2 separate regions of the Mus musculus genome follow, and region 2 is linked to region 1. The links are chromatin contacts, called in public Hi-C maps. All regions are on one chromosome and are shown on one strand. Each heading gives the region's core, a stretch centred on a gene start, on an enhancer-like site or on the middle of the called end of the contact. The rest is flanking DNA. Distances are from core to core; before and after follow the strand shown.

Evidence for each region. A called contact is a pair of places that touch in the nucleus more often than the background predicts.
Region 2: a contact with region 1 is called in a Hi-C map of hematopoietic stem and progenitor cells, with 1.7 times the contacts expected there. The contact joins two enhancer-like sites. A contact is called at or near these places in 1 of 15 datasets of contacts at CTCF or cohesin (the G1E-ER4 cell line), 26 of 484 Hi-C or Micro-C datasets (the Ba/F3 cell line, CD4 T cells, ECoMG-derived neutrophils and 19 more) and 4 of 115 datasets of contacts at active chromatin or transcription factors (CD8 T cells, the HPC-7 cell line, double positive thymocytes and 1 more).

The regions. Positions count from the first base shown.
Region 1 is chr11:49,981,777-49,987,592 of GRCm38.p6, reverse strand. No RefSeq gene overlaps it. Among named protein-coding and RNA genes, the nearest start is that of Rnf130, 41 kb to the left of the region's middle. Within about 2 kb of position 3,527, at least 72 of the 459 cell types and tissues checked have an H3K27ac peak or open chromatin away from gene starts, as enhancers often do. A contact at or near this core is called in the G1E-ER4 cell line, bone marrow-derived macrophages, hematopoietic stem and progenitor cells and 2 more, where this site is marked.
Region 2 is chr11:50,039,920-50,045,735 of GRCm38.p6, reverse strand. The region is part of intron 1 of Rnf130 (ring finger protein 130); the gene reads right to left. Among named protein-coding and RNA genes, the nearest start is that of Rnf130, 17 kb to the right of the region's middle. Within about 2 kb of position 3,120, at least 28 of the 459 cell types and tissues checked have an H3K27ac peak or open chromatin away from gene starts, as enhancers often do. A contact at or near this core is called in the G1E-ER4 cell line, bone marrow-derived macrophages, hematopoietic stem and progenitor cells and 2 more, where this site is marked.

The sequences.
Region 1 (5,816 bases), core at 2,278-4,777:
CTGTCATGGTAGCCCAGACCTGCGATCCCAGCATTCCTAAGGCCCAAACACTCAGATTGTAAGTTCCAGGCCAATTTGAGCTCACAGCAAGATTCTGTTTTGTTTTTTAAAAAATATTTCACTCAGCTGGGCATAGTGGCTCATGCCTGTGACCCCAGCATTCCAGAAACAAGAGGATAATTTCAAGTTCCAGGCCAGCCTGCTCTTTATGGCAGGTTGTAGACCAGTTAGGGCTACATAGGAAGAACGTATCTTTAAATTAAAAAAAAGAAAAATCGTATTAATCTGAGTCGTGGGCACTCTACTAAATTTTGCACCAGGTTTGTGACAGGCCCAGTCACCCAAGTCCCTTCTGGAACATAAGCCTCAGGCAGACATCATAGTCTCCACACATTCAGCGCACCCCCCCCCCACACACACACACTCCTTGCAGAAAGTTCAGGAAAGAAGTTAGTGTGCAAGGAGTACTTCCATCAGCCGTCACTGTTTAGCCTTCATTTTACAGCGGGCCCTCCATCTGTGAAGCCGAATCTAAAAGCAAGCAGGGAGAAAGATCTCCTCATGAGATTGGGCAGTAAGACCAGATCTCAGGAAGGGCAAGGTGGAAAGGAGGGAATAGATTCCAGGACATTGTGGGAGCGGGGGACTGGGGGGTGGGGGGGTGGGGCGTTAGGTTTGGGCCCAGAGTGGAGCTACTGTCTGGTCAAGACACCCTTGGCTGTGTCCCAAGCGTGTGCTGGAGCTGTGTAGGGGGCAATGGGGAGAGGGTGCCTCCTGGTGGCTCTACATAGGACTGCTCACTCTGCAAGCCTCCATAGCAAAAAACTATAGTTTTTTTAAAAATAAAAATAAAAATAAAAAAGAAGGGGCATAGACTTGATGAAGCCACACAGACCTCAGCAATCAGGATATCATTTTAATGCAATACAAAAAGAGAAAAGAAAAGAAAAAAAGGAAAAAGAAAATCAATGTGTAAGCTACCGCTTATGGGTTGGCCTCTTTATTGGAAATTTGGCAAAAAACCAGAGGGCATATGTCTCTGGTGCCTGCGACATTTCACAGAAAAGCACCAATAAGGGATTGGCTGGAGACATAGCTATTTGGGAAAGCAATTTGCAGCATATCTTCAGATCTAAAACCTTGGTCCTAGCATCCACACTGAGGCAATTAACAACAGCCTATAACTCCAGCTCTAGGGGATATGTCGCCCTCTTTTGGCCTCCGTGGGTACTGCACTCGTACACCCACCACATTTCAACTAAAAATAAAATATTAATAATTAAGGCCATGCTGTCTCCTTCTCATGCAGCGGTCGCCTGCTGGCTTCACCATGTTCTTAGGTTTCCTTTTTTCTTTTCCACCTGACACACTGACCACCTTTCTACAAAATAACAGGATTGTCAGAAACTATGACTCTTCAATGGCCCCTGAGGTACTTTTCCTATATCCTCGCAACAAAATATGGAACAGAAGTGACTTACATAAAGAAAGACTTATTCTGACCATCGTCTTATTCCATCCTACTGGGGAAGACATGGTAAAGTTCATGGTGATGACAGCAGAGGCTCAGGCAGAGACCCCGTTCAGTGTTCAAGGTTTGTCTCCAAGGATTCACTTCTAAAGGTTCTATATCCTCACGAACTAGGACCACCAGCTGATGACCAAGTGTTCAAACACATGAGCCCAGGAGGGATGCTTCACACTCAAATCGTGATAGCTCTCAAAGACCCATAAGGTGAGAGCCGAGTCCTCTGCACACACCAGCTACCTGTCTGGCTTCCATCACTGGGATAAATACCTGAACGAAATATCTAAATAGAAGAAGGATTTTGGCTTGCGGTTTGAGAGGATACTGACCACCATGACGGGGAGGGCATGGTAGTGGGGGTGGCCAGAACACAGTAGGAACACAGAGAGGTCCAGAGCAGGGCCAAGCTATGAGCCTCAAAGCCGGTCCCCCAGTGACTCACCTCCACCTGCTAGGTTCTGCCTCCTAAAGATCCCACAACCCCCACAACATCTCACCAATGGGGAACCATGTGAGTCTACAGGGGACATTTCCTACAAGCTACAATATCCTCCCAGAGGCCCAAAGGCTTGGCTGCCAGCCTGTGGTGTTCTTGGAGGTGGCAGAACCTCTAGGGGGTAGGGCCAACTTGGAAGGAACTTATGCCTGTGGGTTCTTGCATATTGCGTGCTTTTGCTGCGACTCTGTCTTTTTACAGGAGCCAAGCAGCCATGTCTGAATCTCTGAGGCAAACCAAAGTAAGGCTTCCCTCCTGATGGCTGGTTTAGTTCAGGCATGTTGTCACAGTGACAGACAGCCGAGGAGTACACCCTTACACTGTCACACATTTGACCAGAGGCCACTCCCCAACTCCAGCATCTTCCAGCCTATCTCTCTGGCCATATGGCCTCTAATATGATTATATCACAGCCATTCATATTATTGGAGTCCTCCTGTAGATGGTAAGTCACTTTTATCTTGCTTCATTTGAAACCTTTCTTTTTCTGTTTTGTACTTTTGCTACAGTGTGTATGTGCACACACGCACACACACATGAACATGCATGTGTGTTCCTGTATGTATCTGTATGTGCTCTGTGTGATCTGTTCTCTCTCTCTGTCTCCTGTGTGTGTGTGTGTGTGTGTGTGTGTGTGTGTGTGTGTGTGTCTGTCTGTCTGTCTGTCTGCCTGTGTTGTGTCTTTTGGGTCTATCCTGGGTGGAGTTTGTTGAATCTTTTAGACATGTGCATCGATGTTGTCAGTTTGAGGCTATTATTTCAACTATGATATAATTTTCCTGCTATTTGATATCCCTTTCTGCTATTCCCATTATGTTTATCCCAGTGCAGTGAATGGTGCCACATGTTGTTATGAGATTCTGTTCACTATTCTTGATTTTTTTCCCTGTTTCTCAAATAGTATGCTCGGTACCCTTCTAGCTTTCCAACTCCAGGATTTCTGATTCTTTTTCTTACCTCTGCTCTGCTATAAAGTAACCATCCAATCTCCAGTAACATTTGTTTTAATTTAAAATTTTAGTTTATGTGTATGGGTGTTTTTACCTGTGTACCACCTAAATGCAGTAAGAAGCCAGAAGAGGGCAACTGATTTCCTGAAACTAGAGTTGTTAGCCACCATGGGAGTAGTGGGAATCAAACCAGGGTCCTCTGGAAAATCAGCAAGTCAAGTGCTCTTACCCTCCGACCCATGTCTCCAGCCCACCTCCAACAACATTTAAAGAAATCTCTTTTAGGCCAGGCATGGTGGTGCACGCCTTTAATCCCAGCACTTGTCAGGCAGAGGCAGGTGGATTTCTGAGTTCAAGGCCAGCCTGGTCTACAGAGTGAGTTCCAGGACAGCCAGGACTACACAGAGAAACCCTGTCTCGAAAAACCAAAACCAAAACCAAAACCAAAAAAAAAAAAAAAAAAAAAAAAAACTTTATTGCTACCAGACTTTCCGTTATTTCTCAAGTATGATCTCCAGTGGCAATTTCAACATATATATGACAGCTGGCACCTCCTCTCAGTGGTTTCTGTTGCTTTCTCCACTCCACCTCACCCCACCCATTCATGTCATGGGATTTCTGTTCTGTTTTGTTTTGAACTCATGTCTTTTAACTTTAACTTGGGCACTGGGCATTTAGAGTATGGCCCTGGGCATGTATGTGGTCAGTCTGAAAGGACAATGGCTTGCCCAGTGAGCCCTGTGACTGTCTCCCATCCCTCCATTAGCTGTCTGCCTTTGCTGGTATCGCATCTAGCTGCTACACTCCAGCTCACTGAAGTCTAACAGGTCTGCTGTTCACAACAATGTCTGGGGCCGTGGATTGCTGCAAAGGCTGACAGCTGAAGTGCAGGCTCTGTCCCAGGGGCAGGCTGTTCAGATCCCAGGAGGGCTCCCTGTGGCTTACATTGTTTTTCAGTGATTTGCTTTGGTAAGCTGTTTGCCTTACGCTTAGCTTATTGGGATTTTGTAGCTGTGGCCTTCTATTAATTTCTTGCTACTGAGATCTTTAGTGGTTTTGAAATTATCCTTGGGTTTGAAGTAGTCTTTGAAGAGTTTAAGAGACGCCTGTGCTTACAGCTTGATCATGGCCCCCTTTCTCAGGGTGACACCCTTGCTTTTTGCGTTGAATACTAAATGGGACATCTTTCTGTCTCTTTTCTTTCCTCTCTCCCTCCCTCTCTCCCTCCCTCCCTCCGTCCCTCCCTCCCTCCCTCCCTTCCTTCCTTTCTCCACAGCAAGGTATTTCCACCACATGGGTGAGCTACTGTGAGTGTGAGCAGGGCCCCTGACACTCCCAGAGGAAGCAGCGAGGACCATCTATTCTCTGCATGGGGCTGTGTGCAGGAAGGGCTCCTTACCTCTCTGCTTTGCTCAGTCGAGGCTGCACCTTAGTAGAGCTGGACCCCCAGTGGGAGAGCCTGGCAGCCTGTCTTCTTTGTAGGGCTGAATCCTGTCGGGCTTTGTGTTCTTGGCTGTGCCCTTTGGAGTTGACTTGTGTTGTTGCTCATGAGAGGAAGTGGTCACGGTTCAAATGTCACAAGACTCATAGTTTATACAGTTTTAGTAAATTTTCTTGTCTCTTTTGTTTTGATGTGTGTGTGTGTGTGTGTGTGTGCATGTGGATGCAGATGTGTGTTTGGGTGTACTTGTACATGAGAATGGAGTGCAGATGTCAATATTTGATGTCTTCTGTTAGCCTCTGCTTTATTCATATTTGTTTGTTTGTCTATTTATTTATTTTGGTTTTTAGAAACAGGGTTTATTTATTTGTTTGTTCATTTTGACTTCCTGAGACAGGGTTTTTCTGTGTAGCCCTGGATATCCTGGCAGCTACTCTGTAGATCCGGCTGGACTCGAACTCAGAGCTCATCTGCCTCTACCTCCCCAGTGCTGGGATTAAAGATGAACACTACCACCGCCCGGCTTCCACTTCCTTCTTTTGAGACAGGGTGATTCACTGAATCTGGAGTTCATCATTTTGGCTAGACTGTCTGGCCAGTGGGCTCCTGGGACCTGACCGTCTCTTTTCCTCTGGTGCTGGTGTGCACAGATATGTGCTGCTATGCCTGGCTTTTTTCCTGGGTGCTGATGTGAACTCAGGTCCTCGTGCTTGGCCAGCAAATACTTTACACACGGATCCATCTCCAAAGTGCAGACTTCCCTGAGTAAACTTTCTTGAGTTGCTCCATGATGTAAGATAATTTCTAGAGGATTTAGAAGAAGTCATTTTCACCACATATAGTTACTTCACTCTGTACCTTATCCACAGAGCTTTTTCTAACAGCACGTGGCTCTAGGCAAGACCACAGGCTCTTTGTTCTGGGCATCGAAGTGGGAACCCTCATTTCAAATTATTAGAATGTTTTTGAAGTGCTGTGGGCTGAACTCAGGACTTTGAACATTGTAGGCAAGTCATTTACCACTGAGATCCATACCCCAGCCCCAAGGGACTGGAGGGAGAAAGGGTTTATTTTATTTTATTTTTTTGAGATACGGTCTTGCTATGTATGTAGCCCAGGCTGGCCTTGGACTGTTGATCCTTGTGCCTAACCAACCGAGTGTTAGGGTCACAGACCCACAACCCCATCTGGCTTAGAGATTCAGTTCTTGTCCAAGTATTATTTGTAATAACTCGGAGCGTGTTGCAAAGCTTGTCACAAAAGCCTCTACTTCCTGTCTCCCAGCTTTCTCCCTTATCTCTACTCCGCAGAGGCCTTCTGCAGTTACAGGAGCGCCTCACCTGCCAGCCTACTCTTTACTGAGGCTTCTCCTGGTGCCCTGTTGTCTCCCTTGCCCCACCC
Region 2 (5,816 bases), core at 1,871-4,370, 59 kb before region 1:
CTAAACATAGTCTAAGGTTTTTCATACTTTATGCTTTTTCTTAGCAGGATAATGATATACAAAGCAACCATATTTTTAAAATGTGCTTCTCATTCTTTCATTTTGATGAATCTGATTACCCATCATACACAGCAGATCAAGTCAACAGCAAGCCAAGAATCAGGAGGGGACCATGGGACATGTTTATACAGGAAAGGGATTCATTTCTTCTCATTCCAAGAAAACTCTAGTCTTGATTTTGATGAGCTAACAGTACTTCTTGAGTATTTCTACCCAGCTCCAGGAAAGGAGGCCTGGAAGACGTCTTTGTAGGTCCATCTATGTCAAATCATTCTGATTTTTAATTTATTCACTTGCAGGCTGCTTTCCCTCACTTCCTAGGCAAGACCATAGGACCACACATAGCCTTTCAGCCACCAGGAGGCCACTTCTAAAAGAATATGGCAGACAAGGGAAAAAGGCTTATTTATCCTTTTGATGACAACTAGAGAGAGGAGAGTTCTTAGCTTCTCTCTTCCTGCAGCAGAGTTGTAGTTTTACAGAAAAGATGAAACAAAAGCCTGGAAATGTGCAGACGCAGCCTCCCTGAGAGGGGTTATCAGAATGGTGGAATCCCTTATTAAGAGGTGAGTTCCTTTTGGATCAGCCAAAGCTTTCCTGATTCTAATTTTCTTATATTTCTCTCGCTGCTTAGGATCTCCTTAGAAAACTAATTCATCATAGTCTATTCCCTCACTAGTACATTAGTGTACTAGTAACTAGTGGACTAGTTAACACTTGGAGCTGTCTTCCAGCATCTTATTTAAATGAACAAAACACCAGAAATCATATTGAACACAGACCCCTATATATGCTGGGAAAGTACTCTATTCTGAGCTAAACCACGAACCCCTAGACATCCTATTTAATTGAGCCATCTACTTCCAGGCACCATGAGCTTTAATGTGACATCTAGTCAAGGGGTAGAGGGTGAGAGAAGAGATGAACACCGAGTAAGCAACACAGAAGTAAGGAACCTACGTGATATATTTGAGGGAAGGGTTATTTCTATATCTCACTGACCCAGAGATTCCGACTGAAGTAGGTTGAAGCCAAAAGCAGATAAGGAGGCAAGCATGCAGAAGGCAGGTAAGAAGAATGCTCTTACCAGGGTGTCTTAGTCAGGGTTTCTATTCCTGGACAAAACATCATGACCAAGAAGAAAGTTGGGGAGGAAAGAGTTTATTCAGCTTATACTTTTCACATTGCTGTTCAATTCCAAAGGAAGTCAGGACTGGAACTCAAGCAGGTCAGAGAGCAGCAGCTGATGCAGAGGCCATGGAGGGATGTTCATTACTGGCTTGCTTCTTCTGGCTTGCTCAGCCTGCTCTTTTATAGAACCCAAGACTACCAGCCCAGAGATGGTCCCACCCACAAGAGGACCTCCCCCGCTTAATCACTAATTAAGAAAATGCCTTACAGCTGGATCTCGGGGAGGCATTTCCCCAACTGAAGCTCCTTTCTCTGTGATGACTCCAGCTGTGTCAAGTTGACACAAAACTAGCCAGTACACAGGGAAAAGGTAGACTTTTCTGTTCTTTACAAGCCTACAGAAGAACTATCAGTTTTACTAATTTAGGAGTTCAGGTGTTAACATCATCCAAAAACACTCACACAGAAATGCTGGTAACAATGTAAAACCAGTATTTCAGCACCCCTGCACCCAGGAAGTAGATGGATGGATGGATGGATGGATGGATGGATGGGTGGATGGATGGGTGGGTGGATGGATGGGTGGGTGGATGGATATACACCCTCCTCACATCTCACCTTCCATCAGTAGTCTCCATCCCTCGGAAATTCTTCTAAGGAAAATGTTATAGTAAAGTTGCATTTTCATATCTAAGAACATTTCTGTTATTCCCATTCTTGAATGTGTTATCGGTTTAAATGTTAAATAAAACTAATTAAAAATTCAAAGCTCCTTTCAATTATCCTCTAGCTTTATTTTTAACAAAATATTCAAACTATGTAGTCTCTTGAATATTATTCTACTCACTTTTTACTTTTGAATATAATGTTTTAAAAAGTACATAATTTATTTTCCTAAATGGCAATTTTTACTTTTTTGGCCATGTCCTAAAGAAATATGTCAAAAGTTATTTTCTTTTTATTCAGGATTTTAAAGGAGGCAACATAATATCTTCTGCACACTTACAGTGCTAGCTGTATGGGACAGCACTGCAAGAAGAGTCATGCACAGCCCGACTGTCAGCAAGTTGAGCTGTCAATAGCTATCCATTATCATTTGTCTTCTGTACTTAGTTACTGAACATCTCAAATGGATTTTGATTATTTTTCACATCCTTAGAACTCAAACATATTTGTTGGATGTTCTCCATGGCATAATAAAAAGCATCTTAAAAGCAATTTTAAATGATGGCTAATACAAATCACTTTACATGAAAAGTCATGCTCAAAAATAATTTTTATTACAACTGATGTAACAAATATCTCATTCAAGAGCAATGCTATAAATCCAAGCAAGTAAAAATGGTAGCTCAGTCTCAGACAAAAGTGGTACCAGAGCACAACAAAAGTGTTAAGTATTTAAACTACCTTACTGCCTATTCCAAGAAAGGATTTCAGTATTGAATATGACTCTTCAGGCCCTTTCTTTACTTGGCTCCTATTCATCATGCTTTCTACTTGTCTCTCACCACTCCTCATTTTCCAAGGTTCTGTCCACTGCTCACTTTTCTCAGCAAGAAGTCACCTACATGACAATAATATGTAAGTCTAAACCTCTCTTGAAATTTAGCACTTATCATTCAACTGCCTGCTAGATATTTCGCTATGAATTTGTACTTCCTCTTGGGTTATCTTCTGGCACTGAGTTCCTAGTCAACCGAATCATCTACTTAAACACATGCAATTGAATTCCCTGTTAAAAGTCAGGAAGTGAATATCTAGAGACCCAGCTCAGTCAACAGAGCCTTCTGGTTTTGTCTGCCACAAGACCAACCAAAGTTAATGACTGACTCAATAATGCTGCTGCACACAGGGATCTAGGACACCACCAAGAATCCAGAGCAAAGCTAGGCAGTGACAGGTGTTAGGAGTTGAAGCACTAAGCAGGCTGAGAGAGATTTGTCAAATTCTAGTCAGCCTGGGCTACGTGGTGAGGCTCTGTCTCAAACAACAGTTACAATACAATTCAGAGGAAGCTGAGTGCAGTGTAGTAAGACTGCAGACCCAGAATCTCTGGACAGTAAGGTAGGAGAATCATTTGAACCCAGGGGTCAAAGCTAGCTTGGGCTACATAACAAGACCCTATCGCCATAATTCAGAACAGTATCCAAGACATTAACCCTTGGGCAGACATATAGAGAATATGGGTGCACTTTTGCTTTATTTATTTATTTTTATTATTTTTATTTTATTATTATTATTTTTTTTCCAAGACAGGGTTTCTCTGTATAGCCTTGGCTGTCCTGGAACTCACTTTGTAGACCAGGCTGGTCTCGAACGCAGAACTGGGATTAAAGGCGTGTGCCACCACACCCGGCTAAAATTTTTTTCTTTTCTTTTTTCTTTTTTTTCCGAGGCAGGGTTTCTCTGTGTTGCCCTGGCTGTCCTGGAACTCACTTTGTAGACCAGGCTGGCCTCAAACTCAGAAATCCGCCTGCCTCTGCCTCCCAAGTGCTGGGATTAAAGGCGTCCGCCACCACCGCCCGGCCTTTGTTTTATTTTTAAATCATCTCTTTATTCTAGTACCATTAGTCCTAGAACTTGACCAGACTGACAAAGACTGGACTATTGGGTCCAATAACATCAGGTACAAGAAACAAGCTAGGAGCTGTATAGCTGACCCTAACAAGGCCGAAGACACTTGTTAAGAAATGTTTAAGCTGAGTAGCTAAGACAGGAGGTAGGGAAGAAACAGGGAAAGAGAACAGCCATAAACTCAGTCACAGTAGAGGAAATCATACAAGAGGCAGTTTCAAGTTTTCATAATCCAAGCTGTCTATATAGCAATGAACACAGAAAAAAAGGCAAACATTTATGTACAAAATGATCAAAGACACTTGTTGAGGTAGGTCTTAACTTATCTCTGAAAGTACCTCTCAAAGAGGGGGGAAGCATACTTTTATATCAGTGTCTTTCAAGGAACTATCAATAAATAGAAAGTCTAGCACAAGGCCCACCCTCTGCATGGCCCACCCACAGCAGGAGCCACTACACTGTGCAGCAGATGCTACTGACTGAACCATCTCCCAAGCCCAGAACTTTTTTGTTCTTTTTCAAGACTTTTTATTATGTCCCTTATGTTATCATGTGAGTTTTAGGGGCCATTTATCAATGTCTCTAAAACGAAGAAGAAGAAGGAGGGGGAGGAGGAGGAGGAGGAGGAAAAAGAAGAGGAAGAGGAAGAGGAGCAGCAAACAAAAACACCACGTAATTTTTATAGGGTTGTATAGGTCAATTCAGAGTAGTGCTATATTAAGAATACTCTCTGCTCTGCTGCCAGGCAGTGATGGCGCACACCTTTAATCCCAGCACTTGGGAGGCAGAGGCAGGTTGATTTCTGTGAGTTTTAGGCTAGTCTGGTCTACATAGCACTTCCTTCCCAGAACAGTCACTACTAGAGAAACCTTGTCTTTAAAAAAAAAAACAACAACAAACATTAATAAATAAATAGAATACTGTCTCTGAATCCATGAATATGAAAAACATTGTTTACTTCATCTCCTTTCTTACAAAATGGTTTGTAGTTTTTACCACCAATACTATGTTTTTAAATGGTATTTTAAAATTTTCATTGTCTAACTGATCCTAGCATACAAAAAGTACAACTGCCTTTTTGGTTTGCTTTTGATATATTGACTTTGTACATCTAAATATTACAAAATTTGTAAAAGTTACTGTTTCAGTAATTGGTAATAAGAAATTGCTATCAGCATTTAATTTAACTATCAACATTAGTTGCTTTTTCTGAATTTTCATCTTAGATGGTTCCATATACATGAGAGGTGCCCTGAATAAAAGGTATTATAGTGTTGTAAAATGGCATGAACTACTTATATCATATTTTTTAAGCTAAAATGACTTTCAATAAACTAACAAATAGCTTTAAAAAGCAATGCAAAGAAACACAAAAAGAAACTGACAGAGCTAATACTTCAACTTGTGAAATCTGCTCTCTTTAGCTATGATGAAGGATTTTTTTTTTTAAATCAAATTTGGAAAAGAAAGGCAAAAAGCTAAACGTCACCATGAAGCTAGAAATATAGGTTTAGTCCAGCTGGGGGTTTTGTTGTTGCTTTTGTTTGTTTGTTTGTTTGTTTGTTTGAGACAGGGTTTCTCTGTGTATCCCTGGCTGTCCTGGAACTCACTTTGTAGACCAGGCTGGCCTCGAACTCAGAAATCCACCTGCCTCTGCCTCCCGAGTGCTGGGATTAAAAGACCTGCGCCACCACGCCCAGCTCCCAGCTAACCTAAGTACTGGCCTTAAGATGTCAGCTTGTACCAAAGAAAACTGAGTACCTATTATTTCTAAGTACAATGCATACATTGGACTGACTCTCTCTCTCTCTCTCTCTCTCTCTCTCTCTCTCTCTCTCTCTCTCACACACACACACACACACACACACACACACACACACACACACACACACGGCCATGTGCTGTAAGGTTGGGAAGAGAGGGCCATTTTTAGGATCAGGGTTAGGCTCAGACATGACACCACCATGGACAGTATTTTAAGCTACAGAACACAGAAGGATCTCAGACTATAAGGAATAGCCTGGGAAAAAAGAAACAATGGACACTGGAAG